Regions from separate parts of the Pan troglodytes genome. Here all the other regions are linked to region 3. The links are chromatin contacts, called in public Hi-C and HiChIP or PLAC-seq maps. All regions are on one chromosome and are shown on one strand. The core of a region is the stretch at or near the end of the contact, and the rest is flanking DNA. Distances in the headings are between cores, read along the strand shown.

What was found. Hi-C and Micro-C count contacts between places; a contact is called where the count stands out from the background. HiChIP or PLAC-seq counts read pairs in DNA pulled down with a chosen protein or histone mark.
Region 1: a contact with region 3 is called in an H3K4me3 HiChIP or PLAC-seq map of stem cell-derived excitatory neurons, with 4 times the contacts expected there. The contact joins the promoter of ETNK2 here to the promoter of PLEKHA6 in region 3. A contact is called at or near these places in 1 of 7 Hi-C or Micro-C datasets (stem cell-derived neural progenitor cells) and 1 of 1 datasets of contacts at active chromatin or transcription factors (stem cell-derived excitatory neurons).
Region 2: a contact with region 3 is called in a Hi-C map of induced pluripotent stem cells, with 1.8 times the contacts expected there. The contact joins the promoter of GOLT1A here to the promoter of PLEKHA6 in region 3. A contact is called at or near these places in 4 of 7 Hi-C or Micro-C datasets (blood, induced pluripotent stem cells and stem cell-derived neural progenitor cells).

The regions. Positions count from the first base shown.
Region 1 is chr1:44,938,417-44,941,116 of NHGRI_mPanTro3-v2.0_pri, forward strand. It overlaps ETNK2 (ethanolamine kinase 2), which reads left to right and starts at 1,314. Exons shown (of 6, transcript XM_063793107.1): 1 at 1,314-1,768. The coding sequence starts at 1,511.
Region 2 is chr1:44,876,540-44,879,267 of NHGRI_mPanTro3-v2.0_pri, forward strand. GOLT1A (golgi transport 1A) reads left to right here and starts at 1,393. Exons shown (of 5, transcript XM_016936683.4): 1 at 1,393-1,508. The coding sequence starts at 1,484.
Region 3 is chr1:44,711,220-44,713,919 of NHGRI_mPanTro3-v2.0_pri, forward strand. It overlaps PLEKHA6 (pleckstrin homology domain containing A6), which reads left to right and starts at 1,316. Exons shown (of 27, transcript XR_010150977.1): 1 at 1,316-2,700.

The DNA of each region.
Region 1 (2,700 bases), core at 64-2,563, 230 kb after region 3:
CACACCATTGCACTCCAGCAGCCTGGGCAACATGAGCGAAATTCTGTCTCAAATAAAAAAAATTTTTTAATAAAATCAACGTGGCTAGTGGTCACTGCATTGGACAGCAGATATAGAACATTTCAATCACTGCAGAAGTTCTGCTAGACAGAGCTGGATTCTGGACCGCAGTAAGCATAGGAGCCTCGCGGTTGAGAGGTTCCGGGATAGGCCAAAGGGGTAACTGGGAAAATAGGAAAGGGCCCCTTCTCTGAAGGCGCTTTTCTGGGTGGGGCAGTGAGAGATAGTGACTAGTGAGATCCCTGAGGCCTCACTACAACAAATAGGGCTGGCAGCCAACAGAGCCCTGCTCAGGAGGTGGCAGAGAATGAGCAAAGGAGAATCTGGCTAGTAGAGGGACTTGCCCCCTGAGCCGGCCTGGCCTCTCTCCATGTCTCCTCCCCACAGCAACCTGCCCCGGGACACCTTGTCACCCCTTCCCCTTCCTTCCCACCCCCAGCCATCACCACGCCTTGCTTTGGCCCTTAGCTGCGCCAGGCATTTAGCTGTCCTCCCCAGGACGCGCGAGGGTCTGTCCACTTCACACCCCGAATGCCAAGCAAAGCACTGGGCTCGGGTACACCGCTTGCCTGCTACCTGGCTCCATTCACACGCTCAGGATGGGAGGGAGGCTTTAACTCAGTCTTGCCCCAAGTCCTGCCCAGGATGTGCCCAAACACTCCAACGCCCTGGCTGTTCAGTGGCCTGCCAGGAGACAGCGCAGTCTGCTGGACTGGCACACTCTCACCCCAACGCTATCACCCAATGTCCCCTCTTCATGCAGTGTGTTTCTGTCGGGGATGGGAGGTTGCCTGGGGGGGGGGGGGGGGGCTCTCTGCAGGGAAGGACCTTTGAGATGCAGCAGGGGCCGCCCCTGCAGAGCCATTTCCCGGGGTCCGGGGACTGGGGGCACGGAGCAGGGGCACAGAGGGGCGAGCCCAAGCTGACGTCGTGGGAGCAGCGGATCTCTCTATTCCAGGATGAGGTGGGGGCGCAGGACGAGCCCTCCCCCGCCTCCACCCCAGGCTACCGGGAGAGAGCTGGAGTCTCGCGGCCTCGGAGGCCGGGAAGCCAGCCCCGGCGGGGACCCGGGCGGGGCGGAGCCAGCGGAGGCCCCACCCCCGGCGTCACCGGCCCCCAGGGGGGCGTCGCCCCCACCCCGCGCTCCAGGTAGCGGCGGCCTCAGCTGCCGGCGGTGGCTGGCTGAGCTCCCCAGCGGCCCGCGGGCCGGGGCGGGGGCGGGCCGGGGGCGTTCCCGCGGGCCGCCACCCGTGATGTCACAATCGCGGCGGGCCGCGGCGCTCCGGGGTCGGCGGTGGGCGGCGGGCCGCGAGCCGGCGATCGAAGCGGGCAGCTCGCGCCTGAGTCATGGACTTCCCCTGGCCCCTCCTCTACCACTCCCACTCCCTCGCCGGGCCCCCCCGCCGGGGCTAGCGTCTGCCGCGGCTCCGAGGGGGTGGGGCTGCTGGGAATGGCTGTGCCCCCTTCGGCCCCTCAGCCGCGCGCGTCCTTTCACCTGAGGAGGCACACGCCTTGCCCGCAGTGCTCATGGGGCATGGAGGAGAAGGCGGCGGCCAGCGCCAGCTGCCGGGAGCCTCCGGGCCCCCCGAGGGCCGCCGCCGTCGCGTACTTCGGCATTTCCGTGGACCCGGACGACATCCTTCCCGGGGCCCTGCGCCTCATCCAGGAGCTGCGGCCGCATTGGAAACCCGAGCAAGTTCGGACTAAGGTAGCGGAGTGGGCGCGGGGCCGAGGATGGGGTCCTGCTAGGGCTGCCAGGGGGATGCGGGGACCCAGTCCTCGCATCCTTCCGGGTGTCAGTCCCAGGGGTGCGCGGCTGCTGCGCAAGAAAGGTTTGGAACGTGGTTTGTGTACGGATTGATTTCGTCGCTACCAAAACTAGGCTCACACCTCCCTTGGCCCTGCACACGCCCCCCTTCTCCCGGGGCTCTTAGGCACGCCTGGTGGCCACCTGCCCACTGTCGGCATGCTGCGTGTGCGGGCCGCACCCCCTGTCGCTGCGTGCTGGTGCCCCTCGCTGACCAGAAGCGCGTACGCAGCCAGCTCTGAAACCTGAGGAGGCGGGAACTTTTAAGAGACCCCCCCCACCCGCCCCGACCCAGCCATACATGCATACATTGCTGCCCCTTCTCCACCCCATGGTGGGAGCAAATCCTCCAGGCTCTGAGCTGCCCCTGTGGGTCCCAGGAGCCACCCTGTGGAATTCCAGCTAGCACTCAGCTCCTCACCATCGCTGCAGGCTCGGGCTCAGCACCCCCACACAGGCCATCTTCCCCAGCCCCAGCTGGACACAGGTCCCAGGACACACCTGTGGGCAGAGCCACTCACTGAGCCTTAGGCTAACTCCCCAGCTGACTACCTCCAGCCCCGCTGTGGGCTGCCTGTGGAGGAAGGTGCCGAGTGGGGCGCTTGTAGCTTGTGCTGGAATGGTAGCGGCTCCATGCAGACAGGCATTCTGGGGTGGGGTGGGGGCAAAGTTGTGGGGAGGTTCTTAACCAAGTGTGGAGGCTGACAGAACCCGCCCTGGGGATGGAGTAGCGTTTTCAAAATAAAAGGCCCAGTTTGGTATAGGACTGTCAAGGCATCAAGCAGGCCTGAGGTTAATTCCAGCACTGATCTAACGTGCTATCTGCCAGTCCC
Region 2 (2,728 bases), core at 143-2,642, 170 kb after region 3:
TTCTTGCATGTGTGTGATTTTTGTTTTTGCATAGAATGGCTCATCTTCTATTTCTCTTAAATTCAAACATATATTATGTGTGGGTGCAAGCAATCTGCCTATTTCATTTATGTCTTCTGGTAAGTCTTGCCTGAACATTTATATATTGAAAGACATCATGTTTAATTATAATTTATCTTTTTGTTTCTTTTTAAAAAATTATGTTAGCTTTCCTTGGTTTTGTTGTTGTTGTTTGGTTTGTTTTTTTTGAGACAGGATCTCGCTCTGCTACCCAGGCTGGAGTGCATGGCTTGATCACAGCTCATCGCAGCCTCGACCTTCTGGGCTCAAGCAATCCTCCTACCTTAGCCTCCCCAGTAGCTGGGACTACAGGCAGGTACCACCACATCTGGCTAATTTTTTATTTTTATTATTGTAGAGACAAGGTCTCACTATGTTGCTCAGGCTGGTCTCAAACTCCTGGGCTCAAGCAATCCTCCTGCCTTGGCCTCCCAAAATGCTGGGATTACAGACATAATGCATTTTGTATGCCAGGCCTATTTGCATTTTTAAATGATGTATGTAGATTAGTCATATCATCTTTGAAATTCATTTCTTCATTTCTGGACACAGAAGACATTGCAAAGTGGATGTTGGCTCTCCTGGCGTCAATGCCACGTCAGAACCACTGCTCTGCGATGGGAAAAAAGGATGTTAGGAACTAACTGCCTCTCTTTTTGCAGGCCCAAAGGACGAATCCATGTCTACACAGCTGTTGGGTAGACTAGAACCAGGCCCCCTAAATTGTCCAGTCCTGCCCCAACCCCAAATTCAGGGCTTTGTCTTCCATAGCTCAACATCACAGTCAGTCCAAAGCTTGGACGCCGCTTGGGGAAAGGAGGTCGAAGACCTTCATGTCTAACTTCCCCCATGGCGCTTTTGCCATTGATTTAACCCGATCTGGCTCTGCCATTAGGTCAACAACAGGCTTTGTGCTCAGTCGCTCATCGCCTCCCAGCGCCTAGCATGTGCAATAGCAGAGAGCAAAAAGCTTGACTTTCAAGATGAATTTAGTACATTCCCAAAGGGATGCGCAGATGCCAACTCTTCCCACACTATCAAACCAAGCAAGAAACTTGAGCACCCCCTAGATTCCAATGCTTCCACATACAATCTAAGTTTCGCGGAGCAGACGAGAGCCGCAGAACACCGCGCGGTGCGAGGAAAGGGTCAGGTGGGCGGTGCCTTCCCCGGGCAGGCGCGGCAGGTGGAGGGGCGGGGCATTGCCCTACCGGAAAACGGGAGGAGGGAGCCGGCGAGTAGAAGCACCTGCGTGGTGTGCGGGGGTGGAGCGGGGGCTGGAGGGAGAGTTAATGATTTGCCACAGGCTCATTTCCCAACTTAACCAAGGGTCAGCTTCCCGTGACCATGTGCCAGCTGCGTCCTCTGGGCCACGCTCCACTTGCCCGCTTCCACCCGGAAGGCCCCCCAGGCTGAGTGCGGCATGATCTCCATCACCGAATGGCAGAGTAAGTGAGATGAGCGGGGCTGCAATGGGCTATCCAGGCCAGGCTCCCTGCCGGCTGGCTCTCTCTCCCAGCTGGGCTCTCTGTCACCACAAGCGTGACCTCTGGAGCCAGGGGCTGGGAGATGCTGTGCTGGCACCCTGGGGCAGCAGGCAGGGTGGGGTGTGGCTCCCTACCCTCCAGCGGGTGGGAGTTGCTCAGGGCCCACAGGTAGCTAGAGGCTGGTGCCCAGGGGGCCTGGCAGGTTTCCCATTCACACTGACCCCTTTCCCATCCCGGGTTCTTAGAACTGGGTTGCCACAAAGGTGGACTCAGGAGGCCTCTGCCCATTCAGACATCTTTCCCCACACCATCAAGGTCTCCTGTGGCCCTGGGGGCTTCTTATAAAAAACTAAACTCCACTCCCCTGACCAAACCACCATACCCTCACTCCTAAACATCCTTCCCCTTCTTTTGGGGGAAGAGGTAGGGAGGAGGTCTTGGAACAAGTCTGGGGCCATGGGAAGAACCGTGGCTCTGTGGGCTTCATTTGGGTGAGTTACTTAAAGCCTCTGAGCCTTGGTTTTTCATCTGAGAATTGGTGACAACATTCTTTTGTTCACTCAACAGATTTGTCTCTGCTGTGTGCCAAGCACTGTGTTGGATATAGAGTGTCCAACATTAAATGAAACTGACTCCCTGCTTACATTCTAGAGAGGGGAGACAGGTAATTAACAGAAAGAAGTATATAGTATATCACAAGATGGTAAGTCCTCCAGATGAAAATAAAACAAGAGGAGGCTATGGAGTTCGAGGTAGGAGGGGTCGCTATTTTATATAGAGTGGTCAGGGAAGCCTCACTGAGAAGGTGAGCCTTTACTCAGATCTTTTTTCAGAGATCTATAGGAAGTGAGGAAGCAAAGCCACGCAGCTCTCTGGAGGGGAAATGTTCAGGAAGCAGGGACAGGCAGTGCAAAGGCCCTGAGGCATTAGCATACTTGGTGTGTTTGAAGAACAACAAGGAGATGGGTATACCTGGAGCAAAGTGAGGTGAGGGGAGAATCATAGGAGTTTAGGTCAGGGATGTCACTGAGGGGTCAGGACACTGGAGACTTATAGACTATGGTAATGACCTTGGTTTTGTGCTATGGTGTGATACGTTCTATTTCTATGTTTAAAAGATCATTCTGGGTGCTGGGTTGAGAATAGACTGTGGAGGTATGAAGGCAGCAGCAGGGAAGCCA
Region 3 (2,700 bases), core at 66-2,565:
ACATTAAACAAGACAAAAATCTCGTGGAAAAATAGATCAAGAGGTGCTCAAAGAAGACAGTAGTGTAATACATGTTTTCAAATATATGTCATCTTGTCCCCTGTTTCCGCCCATGTTCAGCACAAGCAGCTGCCCCTACTGGTTGCTCAGGTTGGACTGGGAGTGCACTGATTGCTGGTATTTTCCCTTGAGGCATCTTGGCAGCAGCTCTGGCGGTTTATATTCTTGGCCATCTCAGGGGCTAGGCAGGTGGCTCTGTGCTTTGTCAGTGGCATGAGTCCTACAGGTGTTTCATATGGCTGGTGACAGGGGACTGCAGCCTGGCAGAGTCTGCTACCTTGATCTGCCAACTTTCTCCAATTCAGAAACGAAGGGGCACCTAGACCTTCATCTGTGCTTCCCAGGTGCAGCTCTGCTTCATTGTCAAATGAAGCTTTCTCTACTAGAAATTTGTAGGATCTGAGAAGAGAGAAAGAATTTGGACATCATGGGTTTCTGCGTGTCTTCTGCTTCTGGAGAATGGACTTAACTTAGATCTGGCAGCCAGGATGTTGGCAGAGTCAATTTCCAGTGTTGGAGTGCGAAGGATGTAATGAAAACAGCTCTGGCCTGAGACACTGGTGGGCAGATCCTTTTCAGCCACCACCTTTCTCAGTGACCTTGACCAGCCCCTTTCCCTTCTCTGTTCCTCACTTGCCATATTCAAAACAAGAGGATTGGACTAAATGTTCTCTGAGGCATCTCCTAGCTTTACCATCTATCAGATGTATACACTTTAAACCCTCCAGGTTGAGAATTTGGGATCTATGAGAAGGATCACAGGCTGTTTCTTTTCCCAGAAAGATCTCCCCACACGCACCCTGATGTTGCTGATGGTTATATTGAGAGTGCCTCTAAATAAAGTCCAAAAGTACAGGATTGTGGTTAGAGTTAAGAGTAGTTCTCAGTTATGACCATATCAAGCATTCATCAAATGTTAATTGGTCTGGGCACGGTGGCTCATGCCTGTTATCCCAGCACTTTGGGAAACTGAGGCGGGTGGATCAGATCACTTTAGGTCAGGAATTTGAGACCAGTCTGGCCAACATGGTGAAACTCCATCTCTACTGAAAATACAAAAAAAATTAGCCAGGCATGGTAGTGAGTGCCTGCAGCCCCAGCTACTCAGGAGGCTGAGGTGAGAGGATCACTTGAACTTGGGAGGTGGAGGTTGTAGTGAGCCGAGATCATGCCACTGCACTCCAGCCTGGGTGATAGAGCGAGACTCCATCTCAAAAAAAAAAAAAAAAAAAATTGTTAATTGGTGCCGCAGGCAGCTGCCAGGGCTGTAAAGATGGATAAGATGGAGTTCCTGCCCCAAGGAGCACACAGTCCAATGGAGGAGACAGATGACTAAATCAAGGATTGCATTACAGTGTGATAAGTGCTACTATAGGGTTATTCATCAGGTGCCATGACACATGGAGGATGGACATATAAATCTCTCCGGGGTAGTGTCAGGAATGGCTTCCTGGAGGAGGTGGCACATGGGTAGACACTGAAAGGATGAGTAGGAATTACCTATGTGGAATGGGGATCAAGTCTCCTGGAATGCTCACAAAACGTATGTTTGCCCAACAGATAATTGCCAGCTGTCATGGAACACATTGCTCCCTTTAAACACAGGTGTCTCTCTCATCGTCTAATTATTCTCCTGGGCCTGGCACATGGATTGGAACTGTATGTACCTAACTGGAGCCCCAGTGGCAGATCCGGAGTAAGCTGGGAAAGCCAAATGGACTTCAGCATTTTTTCTTTTTTGAGACAGGGTCTCGCTCTGTTGCCCAAGCTGGAGTATACTGGCAGGATCATAGCTCACCGCAGCCTCGACCTCCCAGGCTCAAAGTGATCCTCCTGACAGTGTTCTGAGTTGCTGGGACTACAGGCTCGTGCCACCAGATCCAGCTAATTAATTATTCTTATTATTTGTAGTGACAGGGTCTTGCTATGTTGCCTAAGCTGGCTAACTTTGATATAGACCCTGAGATAGCAGAACTGTGGGCTCCAGCAATACTGCTTTTGGTATGCCAGTATGAAATGCTTGCAGTCTGCATTCTGTACACATAACACATTCCCTTCTCTCTCCATTTTTCTTCCTTTTTCCTTTTCCATTTCTGGTGCAAGTTAGGGGGAATGGAATGGAGGGACATAAACGCTGTTGGTTTCTGAGTATTTCTAAGGTCTCCCTGTGATTCTACTTAGTCATGGCAGACTTCTTGGAGGAGGTGCTGGGAAAGAAAGGTAAGGACTAGCTCGACTAATCAGGCTGGCATCTGAGCTAGGAGAGGCTCCCCGGGCCCCTCGCTGCTCACAGCCCCGCCACGCTTCCGTGCCTTTGACCTTTGTTCCTCTCCTAACCTCCCACCAAGTAGAACCAGGTTTAATCACTTCCCTTTTTCCGTTCAGTGGCTGGACATGTCCACCAGGTTCCTGATTCAAAGCTCTTTTAGTCAAACTGGTTCTCTGCGCGGTGCGCCTGGATTGGGGGACTTGGCGCTGCCGGCGAGTTCTCGGGGCTGTAAATTACCTTCCGAGGCGGCGGCGCGGCTCCGCCCCCGGCCCCGCCGGTGGTTCAAGTGCAAGATCGGAGCTGGGAGCGGAGAGGCAACACCCCTGCTCGCACTGCAACCTGCTCCCTTCGGGGAGGGATCCTCCCCGCTC